Linked DNA regions of Gossypium hirsutum: region 2 is linked to region 1. Evidence: chromatin contacts called from public Hi-C data. All regions are on one chromosome and are shown on one strand. Each heading gives the region's core, a stretch centred on a gene start, on an enhancer-like site or on the middle of the called end of the contact. The rest is flanking DNA. Distances are from core to core; before and after follow the strand shown.

Region 1 (6,409 bases), core at 1,645-4,144:
TGCGAGGCTCAGGTGAGGTTTCTTACGCAGAAACTATCCCAAATGCAATTGATTCAGAGCAGCACTAATGGGATTCTGTTGTTTATTTCCAGGCAGGGAGCCACTTCCTTGGTCTACTCGAGTGCAAATTGCCCTCGACTCAGCCAGAGGTCTTGAATATATTCATGAGCATACTGTCCCTGTTTACATTCATCGGGACATTAAATCAGCTAATATATTGATAGACAAAAAGTTCCGTGCAAAGGTTATTCATTCCTGATCTCTCATCAGGTCGACTGTTTGAAAGCTTCTTGTTATAATTGCACTTTAATCAATTTTTAACATCAATGCAGGTTGCAGATTTTGGATTAACAAAACTGACAGAAGTTGGAAATTCATCCCTACCCACACGTCTTGTTGGGACATTTGGATACATGCCACCAGAGTAAGATAAATTTTGTTCTTATTAATTCCAAGTAATTTGTAACTCGTTAGCTGCTGTTGTTTAGGACCAGCCATAAGTTCAACAACTGGCTAGACTAATTGTCTCCTCCTCAGTAGGTTTATAGGCCAATGATCCTTTATACAAAATATTAGCTGATTTGGTGTGTCTACGTTGGTATCTTCGTTTTCCACAAAATTGTTCTAATTAATTTGAAGTAATTTGTAAGTTACTAGCTATTGTTGTTAAGGACAGGCCATAAGTTCAACAACTGGCTAGACTCTCCTATCCAGTAGGTTTATGACCATAGAGGCTAATGATCCCTTATACAAATTACTAAGCTGCATGATATGTCTACCTTCGTATCTAGTTTAATGTTAGCAACTTAGCAGCAACTGCTGTTAGAGACCAAATATTTTGTAAATTGCCTCTAGTCAATGAATTTGCGACTGGAGGAGCTTCAGATAGTTTGCATAATATTTGGCTTGGATATTGTAATTCATAATCTTCTAAATTAAATCAAACAGAAGTAGGCATAGGAACCGAAACCTATAGAATTACTTCGGCTAGGTTTGATTTTCTAAGTTGGTCTTTAACTTATGTTATGTATGACTCGTATTTCAATTCTGTTTTTTTTTATAAAAATAATATTAAAGAATTAATTCATTACAAAAATAGATGTTTGCTACTGTAGTTTTGAGTGTTGCCTAATAAATTGTCGGTACCGTGAATTTTTTTAAAAAATTTGACAGAAAAAAAAAAGAAAAAAAATTGTGGTGCCGTATGATATATTAACGGCACCGGTAAATTTTTAAAAAAATTCTGATAGCAAAAGAAAAAATGAAAAAGTGAAAAAAAAAATTAGTTTGTGGCTCCAAGACAATAGCTTTTTTCCATCATTTAATGCCTTAATGGTTTTTCCATGCATTTTAATACCTTAACAACTTCTTCTTTTTGTTTTGCCGATTGAGTCTTAACTTGATTGATATAAACATTATCCTAAATTTAGGAGGACATGGGTTTGAGTATGCTGAAGCGCATTAACCTCTTATCTATAGATTGAGGCGGGGTTATTAGTAGTAGTTCTAGGCATTGTGTCAAAAAAGAGCAGATATTATCAATACATATAATGAGGTTGTTAAAAAAGAAACAATTTTTTTTAAATCAAGGGTGCCGCCAATTAAAACAATATTTTTTTTTACTTTTTCTACTTTTTTTTTTCTTGTCAAATTTTTTTATTTCATTGATGTCGCTAATATGTCAAGCAGCATCCAAAATTATTATAACAAATATTCCATTTTTCGTAATTAATTTGTTCTCTCACTTTATTTTTGTAATTAATTAATTTTTTAATATTATTTTTATAAAAAAACCGTAAAAGGGGAATCCAAAAATGGTTTAAATGATTGTGAATCAACTTAGAAGACACAAACACCCACTTGGCCGAAAAAAAAAAAAAACAGACACCCATTAACAATTGGTAGTGAGGTTGTACAACAAAAAAGGGGGAGGATGTAGAACATAGTTCTGCAGCATTATAGACATGAATTAGCTTTCAATTATCATGCTTTCTAAAGCCAGATGCTATTGACAGAAAACACTAATTCTCTTCTTTATTATGGAAACGAACCAATTACTATTTTTTAACCCCTAGGTTGTCCAGTTCATATTTATTACATATGGGATAAAATCTAAAAATTTGGTAGTAAAGAAGCTCTAGAAAAAACAAGAAAAAACTTTCTTAATTAAAGCCTTGTTTGCTTCCTAAGAAGCGGGTATGCCACCAAGGAGTTTGCCATCTTTCTTTAAGGTTGGTGTTTTAAAAAATGGACTAACTTTATCCATTTTGTCTGCAGATACGCTCAATATGGTGATGTTTCTCCTAAAATAGATGTATTTGCCTTTGGGGTTGTGCTGTATGAACTGATTTCTGCTAAAGAAGCTATTGTCAAAGCAAATAGCTCCCTTGCTGAATCGAAGGGTCTGGTTGCTCTGGTTAGTATCGTTTAAATCCCTTTATTCCAATTAATGAATAGTGGTGACAGATGAGCTAAATTCCAAAGGTACTTTTTTTTTTTGGTTACAATTGGAATGTGATTTGAGCAAAAAACATTAAACATTAAGATGCTATACGCATATCTTGAGTAATTCTTTTAGGAAATCAATTTTAATAAATGGAGACCCTGGTTAATATTTTCTCCTTGTCTCCTTGTGCAGTTCGAGGATGGTCTTGATGAGCCTGATCCTAAAGCAGGGCTGTGCAAACTTATTGATCCGACGCTTGGAGATAATTACCCACTTGACTCTGTATTCAAGGTGAGAGCAGTTCCTGGGGAAATTATATGCATGTGGATTTTCTTTCACGATTTTGATATGACAAAACAAAGGTGGCTGTTTTTATATTGCAGATGGCTCAGCTTGCCAAAGCTTGCACCCAAGAAAACCCTCAACTACGACCAAGTATGAGGTCAATAGTGGTTGCCCTAATGACTCTTTCGTCCACAACAGAGGATTGGGATGTTGGTACTTTCTACGAAAATCAAGCTGTTGTCAACCTTATGTCTGGACGATAGATCAGCGAACAGGAATGAATGGTAGTAAGACCTTTGTTGCTGTGAATTACAGCTCTTTTCCTAATGGAAACACCGAGATTTACTTCTTGGCATTTCACACTAAAATTGAGATCTATTTTTGCAAGATATTCTAATGATGCCATTTGTTTTTAGTATATATAAGATAAAAGTGTATTATAAGGGTATAGTAAAATGTTTTAGAAAAAGACACTTATCCTTGTTGAATTGATAAAATCTCAATTATAAAAAGACACTTATCCTTGTTGAATTGATAAAATCTCAATTATAATCATAAATTTTTTATTTATACTTTTTTGTCATCTTAAAAAATTTCCTTATTAATGTGATTTTCAAGATGTATTGCATATGTTGAATATAAAGTGGATTAGAATAACATTTTTTTAGGGGAGGAGAATTGGGTTGTTCATTTTGAGCCCTTTATTTAATGTTAATTAAGATTTCAATTTATGTATCCGTTTGGGTTTTTATCAAATATAATTCAGCATTCTCACTTCCAAGGATTTTATACTTTATAAGGAGCTTAGGTTAGAAGGACTAGTAACTGGTCAAATAACTGTTCTTTTTTTTTTAATTTGGACCAAATTAATTTGATATTTAAAAATAAATAAATAAAATTAATATGATCCTAATTGTTACTTAAAAAATATATAAAAAAAACATAAGTTTTATGGTTAATTCCATCCAAAGTCTCTAAATCAGGAATCTAGATTATATTTATATTCAAATTTCAAAATATTTTAATTCAATCTTTAAATTATAAATAACATTTCAAATAATCACTCTAATGAATTTTCAATTAGATGTTAATTATGTGCCAACATCTTACTAAAACATCCTTTTATCTTTCGTACTTCCCTTTTTTTTTCCTTTTTCCTTTTATTACTACTCCTTTATACGTTTTTTTTTCATAAATAAATACAAATAGAAATAAATAACATTTCATCTTTTGCTTTGCTCAATGACAGTGTCAGCCTCCAAGTTGGCTATCACCTGCCTTTTTTCTCTCTCATCAACTTTTTTCTTCTTCTTCTTCTCATTCATTACCATCAACCCTTTTCTTCTTTCTTTTTCTCATTCACTACATATGGTTTTTTTTAGTTCGCAGATATATTTTGTGGGTATCTTTGCTGTCTTCGCAAGTTGTGATGGACAAATAACGATGTCTGTCGTCAGCTAAAACTCCACTGGCCACCAGTAGTTTTTTCCGAAAAGTGGGTGACTCTTCGTCAACTTTTTAACATGTTTCTAAAAGTATTTTAGAATAAAAAATGATTTCACGTGTCGATTTGGATATATGTGGTATGTTTTTTGTTTTATCATTGTTTAATAAATCTTCAGCTTTAGAAGCTTTTGTCTGCTATTGTAGCACTTTTCTTGGTCTTGCTTATGCATGTAATCTTAATTTTACAAGTGATTTTAGGGAGATTTTGTTGTTGTCCTCTCTAGTTTGGTGAATGCTCGATTCTTTTGTCGATTTTTTGCTTGCCACTTTGGACCACGCGGGATTGATTTCCTTATCGTATTAAGCGCTTGCAATCACTCCAGATATGTAGTACTTGAGTTATGACAAAGTCAATTGTTAACGTGTCATAATGTTCTATTGATACTTAGGCTAAAGCCTTTGTTGTGTTGATGGAGCTTGTCTTTCACGATACGAGTGTTTGATAATTTTTCTCTGAATTGTATGGTTCCATTAATTGAATAAATTAATGAATTTACCTTTCAAAAAAAAGTGTTTATATTTGGTTAAATTATGCTATTACTCTCTACACTTTATAAAAGAATTTTTTTAATTTCTATACTTTACTTTAGTTATGTTTAGTTCTTGTACTTTTTAAATATTAAAACTTCAGTTATCACCAAACAATAATTGTTAAATTCATTAAATTAAGTTATGATATTTCGAATTTTGTTGCTGATGCGGTCGTTGAAAGCACCAAAAATATTCTATCCCTAATAAATAATGAAAAAGAATAGTAAAAGGAAAGTAGAGTCAAATCCTCAGGGACTGGATTTGCACAATATCTTATTCCGTGAAATCCCAGGCAGAATCTTGCCCAAGAAAACCTACATTCCTGAAAAAAAATAAAAAATAGCAGAATTAAAGGTTTGGAATTGGAAACGAAAAATAAAAAAATAGAATTAAGAATATTGAATAAAAAATTTGAGGAATTAAAAATAGAGTTGAGAGAAAGGAAATTCTTATGGGAGATTCCAGCCTCCAGTTGTCTTGTTCCGCATTGGGTTCAATCCTCGGCTTTTAGATGATTCTTCCCAAATCAAATAAGCCAGTTATAGTGGAAGAGGACACCTACGACCACCAGCTCCAAGGATTTAGACTTACGATTTGGCGGAACCTGACTCTAGCCAACAATCGCTTCTGTGGGATCGTCTTATGCTAGATCAACACTTCTCAATGGCAAATCCCACGCCATTTTGTCTCTTGGGCTCGCTAACCTTTGACGCAGTAAGCTAACAAACTGACTGTGCTACCTTTTCAAAACATACAAAGTGGCCGCCTTTGCATACATTGAAAAGCTTACTTCTTAAGGGATATGGACGGAAGCGTCAGCCCCGTAGTGTGGAGAAACGATGAATACTCGTTAAGAAGGCTAAGTACGGATTCTAAGCCTCGTGAATCCTTTTGGGGATTTTTGACAACCTTTGGCTAGATAGATTTAGTGGCTCATGGTTGTGGTGGAAAAGAAAATAAATAAAATAAAAATGGAGATTTTATTGAAAAAAAATATGAGAAGAATAAAAGCCTAGACTTTTAGAGAGAGTGTTTACAGAAAAAATAAAAGATGGATCTCTTTTGAGTCACTTTACCCCCTATTTATAGTGCTAGGGGAGATAGTCTAATCCTACTTAAATTCCTAAAAGATAAATACATTTAATTGAAGATAAATCAAGATAAATAAAATAAAATTCTAAAAATAATCATTAATAATTAACTCAATATTAATTATCCTAATATAATTAAAATAGAGTTTAATAGAATAAAATCTCTTCTTTTTGCATTTCAACCATTGTGTCCTCCATGCTTGCACTTTTGGCACCAACTTTTTCTTGTGTCGCACATTGGCCCATTTTATCCCTAAATTCACGCTTTTGGCCCTTAATTTTACTTTTGCCTCAAATTTAGTCCCTATGAGATAAAAGATCATAAATAGCTTAAATTAGCAGGATCATACTTAGAATAAATACATAATTAATACATAAAAATACGTTATTCTAGAGTGTTATCAAATTTCCCCTACTTAGCCCATGCTTGCCCTCAAGTATGGTTCCTATCTACTGTGAAAGTTAGATTCTGCCATAAAAGAAATACCACTCCAAAATTTTATAAAAATTAGTCAAAATGCATATGAAAAATAAAGACAACCCTAAGCTT
Region 2 (6,409 bases), core at 1,969-4,468, 37 kb after region 1:
ATATTTTTCAAATATTGTTTCATCAATAATTTGTAAGTAATATATTATTTAAATAATAACAAATTTATAAAACACACGAGCAATCCGTACATCGCACGGGATAGAAAACTTAAATATTATATAATATAAACATAGGTTTTAAAAAATAATTATATTATATAACTAGCTTTTTTATTGTATGGATTAATGAAAATATAATTAATAATTTTGTATAATTTTTTTCAACATGTATATTATTATTAAAGACTGTACTTTAATAAAATTATAATGAAGTTGTTAACTTTTTAACTAATATATTTATTTTTAAACAAAAGAGATATAAAAAATTTAATATTTAATTTTCTAATATTTGAAAGGATAATAATTCCTAGAATGTTTGCAAATTATAATACTATATTTCAAAATGGTTTAGAAATTCAAAGTAAAATTTCATGTTACTCGCAAAAGAATTTGATAAATATGTATTTTAGACAAGTAATTTTAAAAATATTTTACATAAAAAATTTGTTCCAATTGCTTTATTTTGAGATCATAAACTATTTTGAAAACAATTTTTTACAAATGCAATTAATTTTTTATTGTTTTAAGTGATGTTAATTTTAAATTAAAAATATGGTGTTTAAAACTGCTATTTTTACTGCTCAGTTTCCAAGCTTATATTTAAATCATTATTTTCAAAATAACAAAACTTTATTTATTTAATTATTTATGGAAAAATGACATTTTTTTAATTATGTTTTAAAGTATGTGAATTTTTATGTTAGATTTGTTTTTATTTTTTCCCTTTAAAAATTGTATTTGAAATAATATTTTATTAAAATTTAAATATATAAATAAATGTCTTTAAAATACTTAAATTGGTTTAATCTTTCTTTTTTTAAATCGCTGATGTGTCAACAATATGTAAACCCAAATCAGGCTTTTATTAAAACAACAAAGATAAAGGTTTAAATTAGGAACAATATTTTAGAAGTTGCTTACATAATGGTCAAATCTTTTAAAATGATCATATAATGGCCTAACATTTATAAAAGTGATTAAATAAGGGGTTTTTCACGCACTTCAATCCAATTTGTAGTAAAAATTAAGTGAATGTTGACGTGTTTAGAATAAAATATAGAACAACTGAATCAAATTTTACTTGAAAAGAAAAGAAAGTAATAAAAACCTAATTTAAAATATGCTATACAACATTTGAGATTTCCTTATTTGAATACTTTTGAAAAGATTTAACCATTATTTAAGTAATTTCAAAAAGATTAGGCCCTATTTGACTATTTTGAAAGATCTGACTTTCATTTGAACAATTTAATAAATGTTAGGCCATTGTATGACCATTTTGAAAAATTTTGTCATTATTTGAGCAATCCCTAAAAGATTGAGCCCCACTTTAAGCATTTAGCTAACAAAGTTGTGGCTTTGAGACTATAGAATCTCATGTTCAAATTTTACTATGTGTGTATTTTTTATATTTATCTTGGATAGATTTTTATAAATTTTATTTATATAAAAAATATAGAAAGAGGAAAACAGAGTAAGTTTTATAAAAATTATATAAAAATATAAAAAGATATATACTTATTTGTTAGTTTATAAAAAAATATTTTGAAAAAAAAAAGAATGAGTATTATTCGATATAAATATAGATAGATGTTATAAATTTTTAGTACAATTATTTAATAAATATATAATTTTATTAAGGAATAGTTTTAATTTATTTTACTAATAAATTTTAATATAAGATATTTATTTAATATTATATAATTTATTTTTATTATCTATACAGTCATTTTAATATATTACCTTTTATTATCATTTTCTACTTTGTTTAACATTGAGCTCTAAATCAAGCGATATCAAATTGAAGGTTTATATAAAAAGTTAAAAGTATGTTAAAAAAATATTTTCTTAATATTTTATTATACTTTTATAAGATATTATTGTGAAGTTTAAAATTCTACAGATAATGTATTAAATAATTTTTTTAAAGAAAATAATTGTTCGGTTATTATATTTTTAACTAGTGGTTTTAACTCTAAATTATTTTATTTTAAAATACTATATAAAAATTAAAAAGAGAAAGATATAGTTAAAATATTTTTGAGTAAAATCACTTAATTCAATGACATATAAAATTAATTTAAATATAAAATTATCTTCTTCTTCTTTTTTTCTTCCTTTCTCTTTTTTGTGGGGGGTTTATTTGAAAACGGTGAAAGTGAAAAATCAGTCAAATACATTATCAGATGATTGTAGAAGAAAGGCGATAGATTATCAAAAATAAAGGGTGGAAAATAATATATATATATAGGAAATGAATTCTTTTGATTGGACGAGGCATCACTTTTTGTATTCAATGTGGATAAAAGATCTTCCTATGTTATACTATTTAATTCTCGACGATGAATCGATTTGATAGTCTAGATATTGTTATTCATGATATTGATCTGAATCAATGTCATTGAAATATAAGTCATTGCATTGAATTTACAAGCGACAAATTTATCATCTCTATGGGATTAAATCCCGAGTTATTGCAAAGTAAAAAAAAAAAGAAATTATGGAAATAAATATTCTCGCATTTATTGCTACAACGCTGTTCATTCTAGTTCCTACTGTTTTTTTACTTATAATATACGTAAAAACTGTCAATCAAAGTGATTAATTTGAATGAAACTTGACTTTTTATTAAGGAGTTGAAGAAAAAAGGATTCAAATCTCACGTCTTAAATAAAATGAATGGACTAGAATCAACAGTATCCTATAAAACTCGATAGTATGGTAGAAAAAAAATGAATCTCTCTACCATACAATATGTATCTTCATACATGTCGATATCAATTAAATATATGTACTATATATAGTATCTCAATTTTATTTCTTCGCTTGATCTATTTTATTTATGTTGACTTTAATTAATCTGAAATAATTGAAAGATAAGTCTTACAATTTTATAATTTTTTTCATTTTATGGATTTGATTATTTTGGTGGATACGAGATTCCTAATAAAATAAGAAAAAATGGAATGGAATAGGCATATATTAATTAAATTAATAAAAGAAAAAAAGAAAACCAAGTAAAAAAAATTTGAACAAATTCGTTGGCAGGGTTAAACGTATATTTTCTTAGGAAACACGAAACCATTAAGTTTGGGTCAATGTATCTACCGAGTTAGTTCCCTTTTTAACAGCTGTGATATATCCATACCATATATGAGAAAATAAATTTGCAGGTTCCAGTTGTTTCTTATAATCAAAATTTCCCTTTTATACTAAAGTTTTCCATATAATCCAATGTCCAAATAAATAAATACAATCTGTCAAGACCTATAATCCAAAGTCTTTAATATAAATAAATACCTTCTCTCTCAGTATTATCCATCCACACCTTTCTTTCCTTGGGTGTATTTTTACGATGACCGCCATCACCATAGAAGCTCTTAAAGAGCAGCAGCATATTATCCAACAACAAAGCGAGTCAGCCGGGGAATCAACTCAGTCGTTGCCCAGTCTGGATGAAGTGGAGCAAATTCTGGGCTATGATTTTAACAACAAACGGTTATTAGAAGAAGCTTTCACGCATGCTTCTTTAGGACTCGGTTTCTCCAACGAGCGGTTAGAGTACGTGGGAGATTCTGTCCTTAATTTACTTTTCACCAAACAGCAGTTTTTTGAATACCCTGATTTGCCGCCGGGGCCTTTGACTAGGCTACGAGCCGCCAATGTCGATACCGAAAAGTTGGCTCGTGCCGCCGTCAAACACGGTTTGCATCGCTATTTGCGCCATAAGAAACCTCTTCTCAAAGAACAAGTAAGCAATCGAAACTGTTTTTTGAATAAAATTAATTTTAGATTTTTCACTTTTATGTATAAATATTTTTATTCATTTAAAAAAATTGGTTTGAATATAAATACTCGAAGTCAATATTTGTAGGCTGTTGAATTTTGCAGTCATAATAATCGTGCTGGTTAAGTTGGTTTAAAGTTGAAACCATCTTTCGAAAGTGCTTTTTTTTAGGGGTAAAGTACTAATTTAAAATTTTAAAAAGGTTTAAATAAAATGGTTAATTTCTCCCTAATTTTTAAGCAAAGAGACGTAAATTGTCATGGAATATTATAATAACCAGTTGATACATAGTAGCCGACTACTATGACTATGTTTGACGTAGACTATGATATATATCATCCATTTTTGTCTTAATTATGGTGTAAACTAAGGTTTGTAGCTTAGTTAATTCCTTCAAAGGCATATCCAGTGTTCAACACGTTGATTTGTAGCAAATAATAACTCTCCCAACATAATCAGATTCGACAATTTTCTGAAGAAATACAATGATATCCACTACATTCTAATGGACTAGTTGACGTGCCAAAAGCGTTGGCTGATCTTGTGGAATCCACCATCGGTGCGGTTTTCATTGACACCAATTCCCTTGATGTTGTTTGGAAGGTACCTATTTCTTACACTTATTTTTACTTAGGTAGGACCTTTTTTATAGTTAGAATATGGTATGTGGTCATATATATAATTTTGTTTTTGAATACTGTAATAGGTGTTTAAGGATTTGTTGGAACCCATAATTAGACGGGAGACTTTGAAGATACACCCGGTGACACAATTATATGAAGTGTGTCAAAAGAGGAATTTAAAAGTTAAGTTTGTAGATTTATGGAAGGAAAGCACAGGTTTTGATGTTTTTGTCGACGATCAACTTGTGGGAAGAGGCAAATGTAGTCTCAAGAAGGAAATTGCACACAACAGAGCTGCCAAAGATGCACTGGACAATATTTTGAGAATTTTAGATGAAAAAGATACTAATGTTAATTTTGTTGAAGAAAGAAATGTGTAACTTTACTTGATGAATTGATCATGTAAAACTTAAAATGAAGTATACACTAAACGCTTTGAAAACAGAATTGAGCTTACTAAATTTATTAAGTTTGGAACTCAAATTCGAGAACTTTAGAATAAACCAGCTTCATACATCATTCACTGTTATTACTATTATATGTGTCACTAGAACTAGAGTAGGGTGTCATAAAACTCCAATGAACAATGTCGTTGCATCCCTGCTCCAAATACTCAATCCATACAATGAGGGTAGAGTCCGGATATGAATAACTGTTGTATGTATATTTATCTTCGATTTTGATAAATGAATTTTTTCCGACGTTCCACAATAATAAAACAATTGCTGTGGATTTTTTTTCCACAAATGTCATAATAGTGTCGTAGTGGATAGTGATTCTTATCTTTGGTAAGCAAGTGTGAAAGAATGTTTATTACACTTATGTGAGAGCAGTGCGTGGGAATGGAAGATATCCCATATGCAAAGTAAATGTGCAATCCTTGCATCTGTATGCATACTCAAACGATCTTACATACAAGAAGCACCGCATAAAGTGGGCTGTCAGGGGTTAAAAAATGTAAATCCAAGTGTTGGAACACTGGCAGCAGCAAATCAAACAAATGAAAACACCAAGAGCATAAGCTCACGAACAGCAAGCAGAAACAGAACAGAAAACTCAAAAGCAAAAATGTGAAAATGAATGGAATGCTACATCTTTTCATTTCATTTGAAAATATAAGAGTTACAAAGTTAGAATGTCAGTTACCTAAACTTGTAACTGCTCCCACCTGTTTTGGCAAGTTGCCAACTAAAGTAATACAAAAGAAAGCTGAACAATTTTTAGCTATTACATCCATCAATTCAAATCTTAACAACTCTAAAAGTCTAGTTACATTTAGCTTGGATGGCATTACAAAATGAACAAAAGTAAACAAAATAATTAAGCTGCTTCTGGTCCTGCTTGAATGCTGGTCTGCTGCAGCTGCTGGTCTGCATCATGGCCTTCTGTTGCATTGCAGTCCATTCTCAACACTCCTCCTTGGACTGTAGGCAACAAACACCAACCAATTCTCTAAGAATTTCAAACCTCATAGCACCTAGAGGCTTTGTTAAAATGTCAGCCAATTGATCTTGTGAACTACAATATGCAAGACTCACATCCTTTGATTGTACTGCCTCTCGAACAAAATAAAATTTGAGCTTAAAGTGCTTTGTTTTGCCATGAAAAACAGCATTCTTGGAGATAGCTATTGCTGATTGATTATCAACCATAATCTCAGTAGGCTCAAATTGTTCCTCATTTAAATCACACAACAATTTTCTAAGCCAAATAGCTTGGCTTACTGCTCCAGCTGCTGCTATGTACTCTGCCTCAGCAGTTGATTGAGCAACTGTTTGCTGCTTTTTAGAGCTCCAACAGAAAGCTCCTGAACCAAGAGAAAAGAGGTAGCCTGAGGTACTCCTCATATCATCAATCGAACCTCCCCAGTCACTGTCTGAGTAACCAGATAACTTCAGCTGACCTCCTGTCTTGAACATCACTCCAAACTTCAAGGATC

The links. A called contact is a pair of places that touch in the nucleus more often than the background predicts.
Region 2: a Hi-C map of fibers shows a contact between it and region 1, with 1.8 times the contacts expected there. The contact joins the promoter of LOC107912642 here to the enhancer-like site in region 1. A contact is called at or near these places in 5 of 34 Hi-C or Micro-C datasets (callus, fibers and leaf).

The regions. Positions count from the first base shown.
Region 1 is chrD11:16,912,012-16,918,420 of Gossypium_hirsutum_v2.1, forward strand. It overlaps LOC107912640 (chitin elicitor receptor kinase 1), which reads left to right. Exons shown (of 13, transcript XM_016840914.2): 7 at 1-12; 8 at 93-244; 9 at 333-424; 10 at 2,278-2,416; 11 at 2,639-2,737; 12 at 2,830-3,015; 13 at 4,114-4,734. The coding sequence ends at 2,994. Among protein-coding and RNA genes, the nearest start is that of LOC107912640, 7.7 kb to the left of the region's middle. Within about 2 kb of position 2,895, at least 5 of the 9 cell types and tissues checked have an H3K27ac peak or open chromatin away from gene starts, as enhancers often do. A contact at or near this core is called in fibers, where this site is marked.
Region 2 is chrD11:16,948,837-16,955,245 of Gossypium_hirsutum_v2.1, forward strand. LOC107912642 (ribonuclease 3-like protein 3) reads left to right here and starts at 3,219. Exons shown (of 3, transcript XM_041106301.1): 1 at 3,219-3,811; 2 at 4,307-4,450; 3 at 4,554-4,973. The coding sequence starts at 3,416. The coding sequence ends at 4,336.